Linked DNA regions of Zea mays: region 2 is linked to region 1. The links are chromatin contacts, called in public Hi-C maps. All regions are on one chromosome and are shown on one strand. The core of a region is the stretch at or near the end of the contact, and the rest is flanking DNA. Distances in the headings are between cores, read along the strand shown. Region 1 holds the start of LOC109945306 (auxin-responsive protein SAUR50). Region 2 holds the start of LOC100273645 (60S ribosomal protein L13).

Region 1 (5,281 bases), core at 1,424-3,923:
CAAGACATATATGGTTATTTTGTCAATACCAAAATCTACTTAGAGAGAGTACAATATGCATGTATATGTTTGTTAATTGTAGAGATAAGCTAATGTGAACTTGTATGTTTTATAATGTGTTTCACAAGAAAGAAAGAAAGAAAGAGAGCTAAGGGCAACAGCATGACACAAGTTAATTCCCTTGCTGGCATTTCGATTAACCACAAGCACCTATATAGTTAGAACTTTCGACTATATATATATATATATTGTATTTATATATTACACCTGGGTGCATTCAATATAGAGAATGCACCCAGGCCGAACCTACGCGCCAGGTCCGAGCCAACCGTCCCACTCAGGCCGTCTTCGTCCCTCTCGCACATCTTCGTCGCTCCCGCACGCTCCCGACAGAACCTTTTCACTTTCCCGCTCACGCCCCTCTTTCTCCACGAACGGCTCAACCTCTTCACATAAGTTGCAATCACACCAGACCAGCAGTTGCAATCACACCAGACCAGCAGTTGCAATTACACCAGACCAACAGTTGCAATCATTGTTTTGTTTAAGAGATTTTTGTACATAGTTATATAAAAGTTGCAATCACACCAGACCAGCAGTTGCAATTACACCAGAAAGCAGTTGCAATCACACCAGACATCAGTTGCAATCATTATTTGTTTAACAGTTTTTTGGACATAGTTATATAGAAGTTGCAATCACACCAGACCAGCAGTTGCAATTACACCAGAAAGCAGTTGCAATCACACCAGACATCAGTTGCAATCATTATTTGTTTAACAGTTTTTTGGACATAGTTATATAGAAGTTGCAATCACACCAGACCAGCAGTTGCAATTACACCAGACAGCAGTTGCAATCATTGTTTGTTTAACAGATTTTTGGACATAGTTATAAAGAAGTTGCAATCACACTAGACCAGCAGTTGCAATTACACTAGACAGCAGTTGCAATCATTGTTTGTTTAACAGATTTTTGGACATAGTTATATAGAAGTTGCAATCACACCAGACCAGCAGTTGCAATTACACCAGACCAGCAGTTGCAATCATATTTTTTAACAAAATTTTCCAGAGTTATTCAGTACTTGCAATCACATCAGAGCAACTCAGCAGTTGCATCTACACCATACCAGCAGTTGCAATTACAACACACCAGCAGTTACAATCATTTTGTTTACATTTTTTAACAGATATTTGGGTAGAAATATACAGCAGTTGCAATCACACCTAATGCGGGGGACAGGGAGGCGCGCTGACAGAGAGGCGCGCGGCGGCGCGGGGACATGGAGGCACGCGGCGACGCGGGGACAGGGAGGCGCTCGACGGCGGTGGGGGAGAGGGAGGCGCGCGGCGGCGGGGGCAGGGAGGCGCGCGGCGGCGGGGGGCAGGGAGGCGCGCATACAGGAGGGCCGAGGCGTGCTCGGGGGTGTTATTGCAGGTGGGTGCATTCAATATAGAGAATGCACCCAGGTGCATTTTAGTGCCGCCGTGTGTGTGTGTGTATATATATATATATATATATATATATATATATATATATATATATATATATATATATATATATATATATATATATATATATATATATATATATATATATATATATATATATATAGTGTATACAGAAACCTGTATTACCTGAGACTAATTGAAATGACGACTAAACTTTAGAGTCCACGATTTCTATAGTTGATCGATCCAACTGGATCGATGAGCTAGGGCTCACAGTCACACACAGCATACACATGCATGAACATAGTATGATCATGAGCAGAAAGCCAACGATTCTGCTATGGATGACACTTAGTCGTCATAGCAGATTAGCAGTAGAGAACTAGTACTACGCTACGTACCAGAATTCCTACAGCACCATTAGCTCACTAATCATGATGTGTTTGTTAGTAGGTAATCCTTGTCTTTCTGCTCTCTCTCACCTCCTCCTGCCAACCATCGGCGGCGACGACAGCATCCGGTACCCGGCAGCGCGGCCCTTGCTGCCGCTGTGCAGGCCGCACATCGGCGAGGAGGCCGCGGCGACCTCCTCGTTGGCGCCGTCAGCGCGCTCCATCTGCCACAGCACGTCGAGGAAGGAGTCGACGTCGCAGCCGGGCAGCGCGAGCGGGCCCTGCGCCGCGTACCCGTACTCGCGCTCCGTGTCGTCCAGGAGGCGCCGGAACAGAGGGTGGTTGGCGCACTCGGCGCGCACCACGAACCGCTCTCGCTCGGCGCCCACGTACACCGAGAAGCACCCCGGCGGCGACGATGTTGACGACCGGCCGCATGAGCCGCCGCCACCGGCGCTCAGCCCGGACTTGCACCGCTGCAGGGTTCTTGAGATCAGGCTCTTTCTCCCTGCCTTGCTCGTCGTTGTCGTCATCACCGTGGCCGCCATATGCTGGATGAGTGCAAGAAAAGCTGCTGCTGCTGCTTCGGACAGAGCTGAGCTGAGACGAGGCCAGGTGAGGTGAGGTTATAAGGACTTAAGGAGACACGGTCGAGGAGGAGGGCAGTAACCAGCAGCTAGCCTGCTATTGCATATGCATGCATGCTCCAGTCCAGGGTAATAGTGATGTGCAGGATAATGGGCACTAGCAGCAGGTATCTAGCTAGCTGTCTGCTTCTCTATAGGCAGCCAGCTTCTCTACTTGACGCACATTTTCTTGATTTCTTGGTGTGAGAGGAGGAGGACAAACACACAGCAGGCCATATAGGAAGAAGGAAACAGAGACGTACGCTGAGAAAACAAATTTTGCATATATATATATATATATATATATATATATATATATATATATATATATATATATATATATATATATATATATATATATATATATATATATATATATATATATATATATATATATATATATATATATATATATAAGAAATTTGAGAATAGCACAGGTACGTATGCAGGGGTACGGTGCTGCGCTGCACATTTTGTTTTGGAGGCGTTGAAGGAGCACAGACATCGCTCAATAATTGTGTGAGATCTATGCTATCTCCAGTGGTCAACCCCTCTGCTTGCCAATGCCATGTATGTGGAGGAAGCACTGCCTGCTACATGAACTAACGATGCTTTTCTATTTAATTCACACACTGTTAATTTCTCTGTCAGCAGCTGCTTAGGCTTTTGAATTAAACTAATTAGAACATACACACCTCAATAACATGGTCCCGCCGCCTGTGTAGGAACACGGTCGTCGTGCCCTAGAATCGTAGGAAAGATAAGTATTCCAGCTGGTTGTGAATTCGTAATGAATTTTGAAATGCCTCTCTGTACGTATATTGCTGCTTCTTTGTTGATTTTTCTAACACGCTAATGTATGTATGTACGAAACGGAAGACTGCCGTCTTCGTGCCGCTGAAGGAAAAACGATTGTTCATCTTCTTTTTTTTCAAACTTCTCCCTTTTATTTAGGTATTATTATTAATGCATGGTGACCGGCGGCGGCCGGAATAACTGCCGGCAGCTTCTGTTTGAATTGTCAAATAACCCCTTGAGCCATGCTGCATGGCATGATGGCCCTGGCGCCTGCTAGCTTGGAACACGAAAGCGTGCCGAGACTGCATACAGCGCCTGCGTTGAATAAATAACACAACTGTAGACAGATACAGATTTGGGTTGGCGCTTCTGTGAAAACTACGGTTGCAGATCATACCACAACAACTGTAGATATGTGCATGCATCGATCGTCATCTTTGAATTTTAATTTGAATAGGTTCAGTTCCAACGAAAATCAAGTGCGAGGTCTGTCATCACCCGATCTAATAACAATGCAAAAGCCCCACATTTTAGAGGAGGAGATCATAGGTGACAAATCAATCTCTATGAATGCATATATGAAACGGAGTAGCAGCATCAATCAATGATATGATTGTCTTCCTTGCAGTACCTGCAGAATTTATCTGTCTTGCTTCATGGTTTTTGAATGGCCTTTGTAAGGATTGTAAGATTTTTTTCTATATTGTTATTGTTTGGTTTATTTTTCTGTCCTCCCGTAAATAGAGGCGAGGCTTCTCCATTGAAAAGCAAAACCTTGAAAAGACATCATTTGTTTTGTCTTTTAATTCCTCGGCATACGAAGCCTCGAAAAGTCCATCTAGTTTTATAGTCTCATGACTATATATATGCGCATCTTCTTTGCAAAACCAGGCAAAGTGCACAAAGGAATAATACTTAAATCCTCCTCGTCATGATCTAGCTCCTTAGCGTAGACATATGATCTTCTTGAAGACCAAAATATGAATCATCGTCTTTTAACTTGCGTGTATATAACTCCATCTTCACATACGTCTTGCTTGTCAATCAAATCTTTAGACATGCAAATTGACTAACTTGATTCGATCATAGAGGTAGCCGCGCGCAGGTGCAGTTTTCTCATGCAAAACATCTCACAAAATGTTATTTGCTAGATTAAGCTGGATTAATTTGAGTCAAGGACGTATGCTCTTTTCTCTTCTCCGTCCTCGCCGGTCTAAAATAAACTTGAAATCCTCGTTACTAAATTCGTCAAGAGCGTCATCTACTTTATCCAGGTGTACGTGTACTTCATCGCCCGGTGAATAAATAACAGCGATAATACCCAGAACAAAATAATATGCGGAAAATCTGGTATTCTTCATGCGCGCGAAATAACAGCAATAAATGGACGAAGAGCTAATCGATCACCGTGTGCAGGTAGCAAATTGGATGGAAATTCGGATTGGAGGAGCGACAGTCCACCACTTGGTCCGCGTGCGCTAAAATCAACAACGCTGCTCTTGGGTAACAGCAGAAGCAATTTCTCGAAGCGCGTGGACGACAGGCAGCAGGCGGACGACAGCCAGAGCTTTTTTATATTGAATGACTAAACGTATAGATGAGCATGCAAACCGCAGCCCGACAGCCCGGCACGAGGCCCGGTTTTTTGGCCCGGCCCAAGCACGGCACGGCCCGTCTGGTTTCGTGCCCGTGCCAGCCCGACCCGGTAGACCAGGCCGTGCTTGGGCTGCCGAATACACCCGCCGGGCGGCACGGCCCGGCCCGCCAGGAAAAGCAGGCACGGAGCCAGCCCGGTTCCAGGCACACGCCGGACAGCAGCACGAAGAAGGCGTCGGACCGGGCTGCCCTCGCCTTGGCCCGGAACAGCGCGCCGTAGTGCGCCAGCGCGGCGTCGACGAGGACCCGCAGCTGGACGTCCGGCGCGTGCGCCTGCAGCACCGCCCGCAGCTCCGTCGCCTTCCTGCTCTGCTCCTCCACCCAGTGTGCGTACTCCAGCTCGAACGCAGCGACG
Region 2 (5,281 bases), core at 1,727-4,226, 750 kb before region 1:
TGTCTTGGTGCTTAGGAATGTTGTAGGAATGCTTGGTGTACTCCTCCATGCGCCTAGGGGTCCCTTTTATAGCCCCAAGGCAGCTAGGAGCCGTTGAGAGCAATCAAGGAAGGCTGATCTTGCCTTCTGCCGACTGGCGCACCGGACACTGTCCGGTGCCCGATTTCCTTCCAAAAATGGCGCAGTCGACCGTTGGCAGCCTGAGAGCCATTGGCGCACCGGATATGTCCGGTGCACACCGGACAGTCCGGTGCCCCCTTCTAGCCGTTGGCTCGGCCACGTGTCCCGTGCAGATCGCGCGGCCGACCGTTGGCCCTGCCGACCGTTGGCTCACCGGACAGTCCGGTGCACACAGGACAGTGCGGTGAATTATAGCCGTATGTCGACGATGAATTCCCGAGAGCGACGAGTTCGCCTGTGAACGGCCCACCGGACAGTCCGGTGCACCACCGGACAGTCCGGTGAATTATAGCCGTACACCGCCATCGAAGTCCCAAGAGCAGCCACTTCGCTCGAGCCAGCCTGGCGCACCGGACACTGTCTGGTGCACCACCGGACACTGTCCGATGCACCACCGGACAGTCCGGTGCTCCCAGACTCAGCAAAGTCTTGGCTGTTCGAGCCAAGGCATTTTCAATTGGATTTTTCCTGTTTCCAGCACTTAGACACAATACATTAGTCCATAAAACAATGTACTAAGTCTGAGAAACATACCTTTATCCTTGATTTGTACTTTGTCCATCTTTTACACTTAGGCACTTGTGTTGGACACTAAATCACCAAAATACTTAGAAATGGCCCAAGGGCACATTTCCCTTTCAGTTGCGAGCTCTTGTTGCGACTTGTGTGTGTGTTGATACTTTGATTCTTGTGTCTTGTGTGCGTTGCTAATCCTCCCTTGCTCTGTGTTTCTTTGTGAATTTCAAGTGTAAGGGCGAGAAGCTCCAAGTTGTGGAGATTCCTCGCAAACGGGATAAAGAAAAGCAAGCAAAACACTGTGGTATTCAAGTGGGTCTTTGGACCGCTTGAGAGGGGTTGATTGCAACCCTCGTCCGTTGGGACGCCACAACGTGGAGTAGACAAGCGTTGGTCTTGGCCGAACCACGGGATAACCACCGTGCCATCTCTGTGTTTTGATCTGTTGTGGTTATTGCGTTTTGACTTCTCTCTAGCCACTTGGCAATTATTGTGCTAACACTTAACCAAGTTTTTGTGGCTTAAGTTTTAAGTTTTACAGGATCACCTATTCACCTCCCCCTCTAGGTGCTCTCACTTACCGATAGTGGTGGAGGACACATTAAAATTAAGATGTTGCTGACATAACGGCGAAATAAAATTTACTATTACCTTATTCCAGAGTCATCATGATCATAATCCATTTATAACTAAATGTTGTATAGCGAATGAATCTGAAAAAAGAGAAATGTGTTATTAATAGCAAATTGAGGTAAAATTTGTTAAACAATTGAAATAAGAATATACATTTCCACGGATTCATTTTTAAATAAGAGAAATGTGTTATTAATAGCAAATTGAGGTAAAATTTGTTAAACAATTGAAAAAAGAGACATGGAGGGCGATGTAGGAGAAGAGGCGATGAGATACGATGTACCACATCACCATGTCCACGACGGAAGCCAATACTTGTTGTTGGGTTGTTGCAGCGCGGGGCGGATCTGCGAGGAGGAGCTCGGGCGGCACGATGGCTCGCGGGGAGCACCTCATCTTGCCGGCTGTCAAGGAGCTGTGGTGGAGCTCGCCTGGCTAGGCAGACAGGCGACCTGGGACTAGGAGGCGTCGTCGAAGCCGAGTCGGCCTAGGCGTGGGTGGTCCGGAGCTCGAGCTCGGTGAAACAGGGAGATTGGAGTTGGCACCTGGTGGAACAGGGACATGACAACGACAGACGACCGACAGAGCTTAGATGCTGGCGTCGACGGTCGAAAGCGGGTGCGTTATGCGTGCATCGGTCTTGCCCAAATAGTAGGGTTAGGACTTAGAAATTAGTTTTTTTTACTGTGGGTCTCTAGTTGGGCTGGGACAAGGTGTTGCTCGAGCAACGCCTCCGCTCTTGCTTACCGGCAAATGCATCTTCAAGAGATGAGACCATACTTTTGCTCAGTAATTTTAAGAACGGGTTTGGTGACCAGAGAATTGAAGAGGATTCATGTGGAAGAATCCTCTTGCACACCATACAAAGCCCTGTCACGCCATGAAAGGGAAAATATGCACCAACAAACAACCCGTACATATACAATAGCGGTCCTAATCCACAACAACAAAGAATACTACCTCCTTTTACAAATATATGATAATATTGACCTTTTTTCTAAAAAAACTTTCACCACTCATCTTATTCAAAATATTTATTCAAAAATGTAACATTTTAAGTCATGTTCAAATGACCTCCAATGATAAAAATAAATTATAAAAAAATAAACAACAACTCACGATTTTTTTAAATAAGATAAGTAATTAAAGTTTTTTAAAGTCAACGACAAAATATATTTGTGAACTCATGGACTATATTTCAACTCGATAGTCGGCCATTGTTTGTTTTCGGTCACGTAATTCTAAAACCGTATATATTTTGTTCATCAAACTTTTAACACATGAAAGTTTACCCTTCGAGTAGGTAAATTTAAGATGGTTTTATGTTTATAAAAAAGTAAAAGACCATTTAAAAATCATATTTATTTATGTTTAAATCAGAAAACACGACAATTTTCTCCCTAAATATGAAACGTGCACCTACGGCCCAAACAGCATGGAACGGAACGGGGACGTAGAGGCCCACCTCATGGAAATATTTTCACTTGTCCATTAGAAAGGCCCGATGAGATCCGCCCACTCAACGGCCCATCAATTCCGTCACCAGAATGGTGAGATCTCGGCCGTCCAAGCTAGGGCTCGCGCCTCCTCTCCTCCGACCCCTATAAGCACCCAACCCTAGCGCAAAACCCCGCCTCCGCTGGACACCCCGCTCCGCCTCCACTCCTCGCGCCGCTGCCGCATCTCCTCTACAGGTAAGACCTTTTGCTCGTCGGCTTCCTACCTCCTGGGCTTCGTTCTGTGCTGCGTGTGGGTTCGTTGCCCGTCTGATCTCGGTTGTTAATCGACTGCTTAGCCGTGGCCTGTGGGATGCGCACGCGGATCTTGCTGCGCGACGGCTCTGGGTTCCTCTTGATCCGTTTCCTAGCGCTGACCATAGGATCTGGTGTGCTCTCGATGCGTTTGTGTGCATTGGTGTTGCAACTTGCTCGAGGCGCTGCTAACGAGAGCATAGGGTGGAGCTGGCGGCAGCTCGTTGATTCTTGTTCCCGTGGTGTGCTCGTTGCTCGTCTCTGCTGATGCCGTCACTGTTGCGTTGTTGATGTGTACAGGTAAGAAGGAGAGAAAGAGGGCGAAATGGTGAAGCACAACAACGTCATCCCCAACGGGCACTTCAAGAAGCACTGGCAGAACTATGTCAAGACATGGTTCAACCAGCCCGCCCGCAAGCAGAGGCGCCGCATCGGTGAGCTCATCGCCATTTTTTAGCCTACCTACAACATTTCGCGTGCTTGTTGAATTCAAACTAGCTAATAAACAGGTCACTTGTCCTGCCCATTGCAATTGCCTCATCCCCATCGATAATGAACCAGTGCAAGGTTTAGTTTGTTGCAATCTAGTATGTTTGGTTTCGTATTGGCTTGCTAAATAAGTTAGTTTTAACACTAGTTTGTTCATCCTTTAAACTGTAACACCAGTTGGCTGTTCCTTGTTTGTACCATGACACCACCTAGTATTCAGGCCTGGCGGCCTGCACTAGCTAAGCCTGGATAGCTCCCAAGCCACCACCTACCGGGTGTCCGGGTGAATATGCTAATCGGGTTTGCTATGCTTGTATCTGATTTGCAGTGCATTGTTTTCCCTTTATGCTATCGATGAAGTAACCAAACTAAAAGTTCACTTGCTTTACTCAACAATTGCTTTCATTGATTTACTTGTTATGTATGATTTCCCCCCTATTGCACCTGCTGACAAGCGTATAATTTACCCTGCTATGTTCTCTGTGCAGCACGTCAAAAGAAGGCTGTGAAGATATTCCCACGACCAACTGCTGGCCCTCTTCGTCCCATTGTTCAATGCCAGACTCTCAAGTACAACATGAAGTCAAGGGCTGGGAGAGGCTTTACCCTTGAGGAGTTGAAGGTGATGCATTGTTTGCTCTTGAGCCATGTTTGTTTTGTTGTTCTCATATCAAATGAATTGCTGTTGTATGTATGCCACATGCTATTTTTGTGTGAACCGCTGTATAGAGGCTGATATGCTGTCTTTTGCATGACCACAAATTTTCTAATGTTTATAAATTTTGCTATCTCATGGTGTTTAATTTTTGCTGTTCCTTTTCTACTTGTTGAATTACCTTGTGTTATCTTGATATTAGAAGTAACTATGTTGATTGCAGGCTGCGGGCATTCCAAAAAGGCTTGCTCCAACCATTGGCATTTCTGTGGATCACCGCCGCAAGAACAAATCCCTTGAGGGGCTGCAGGCCAATGTCCAGAGGCTTAAGACATACAAGGCCAAGCTGGTTATCTTCCCAAGGCGTGCTCGCAAGGTCAAGGTATGAGTAGTCATCTTTTCCTGAACAATTAAGTATCTCTTGAAGGCATTGTCTCTGGCTGCTTTGATCTCAAAATCCCTTATCACCTACTTTTGTTGCAGGCTGGTGACTCTACTCTGGAGGAGCTTACCACTGCTACCCAGGTACAGGGTGACTACATGCCAATTACTCGCGGTGAGAAGCGCTCTGTAGAGGTTGTGAAGGTCACAGATGAGATGAAGGCGTTTGCGGCCTATGGCAAGCTCCGCCTTGAGCGGATGAACAAGAAGCACCTCGGTGCCCGCCAGAAGAAGGCAGCTGAGGCAGAGAAGGAAGACAAGAAGTGAAGCAGCCAAACTTTGTAGCCTGTTTTGTTCTGTTCAGTCATAGCGAGATGCTACTTCCATCAAGTGCTTGTTCCAAGTTTTTTTTGGGTGCTGGAAATAGAGACCAGTCAAATATTTTGGTGTCCTACTGTTTGATACCTTGTATTTGTTTGCGAACTCAGCTATCTAATGGGTTAATGAATTCTTGGCGACGCACGATTCTGCCTTAATGTTTTGAATTTATATAGCATCTTAAATGTTCCTGCTGCGGCCATGGCTATCTCCAGTCTCCAGTGGATGCCCCAAAGGCTCAAACGGTATACTCTCTTTCTGCGAGAAGGTCTCTCGTTCGTGTGTTCGCAGTTGTCTC

The links. A called contact is a pair of places that touch in the nucleus more often than the background predicts.
Region 2: a Hi-C map of leaf mesophyll shows a contact between it and region 1, with 5 times the contacts expected there. The contact joins the promoter of LOC100273645 here to the promoter of LOC109945306 in region 1. A contact is called at or near these places in 2 of 25 Hi-C or Micro-C datasets (ear and leaf mesophyll).

What each region holds. Positions count from the first base shown.
Region 1 is chr3:159,999,557-160,004,837 of Zm-B73-REFERENCE-NAM-5.0, reverse strand. It overlaps LOC109945306 (auxin-responsive protein SAUR50), which reads right to left and starts at 2,673. Exons shown (of 1, transcript XM_020551148.1): 1 at 1,749-2,673. The coding sequence starts at 2,394. The coding sequence ends at 1,933.
Region 2 is chr3:160,751,668-160,756,948 of Zm-B73-REFERENCE-NAM-5.0, reverse strand. LOC100273645 (60S ribosomal protein L13) reads left to right here and starts at 2,976. Exons shown (of 5, transcript NM_001161720.1): 1 at 2,976-3,023; 2 at 3,381-3,514; 3 at 4,058-4,191; 4 at 4,448-4,606; 5 at 4,708-5,139. The coding sequence starts at 3,406. The coding sequence ends at 4,932.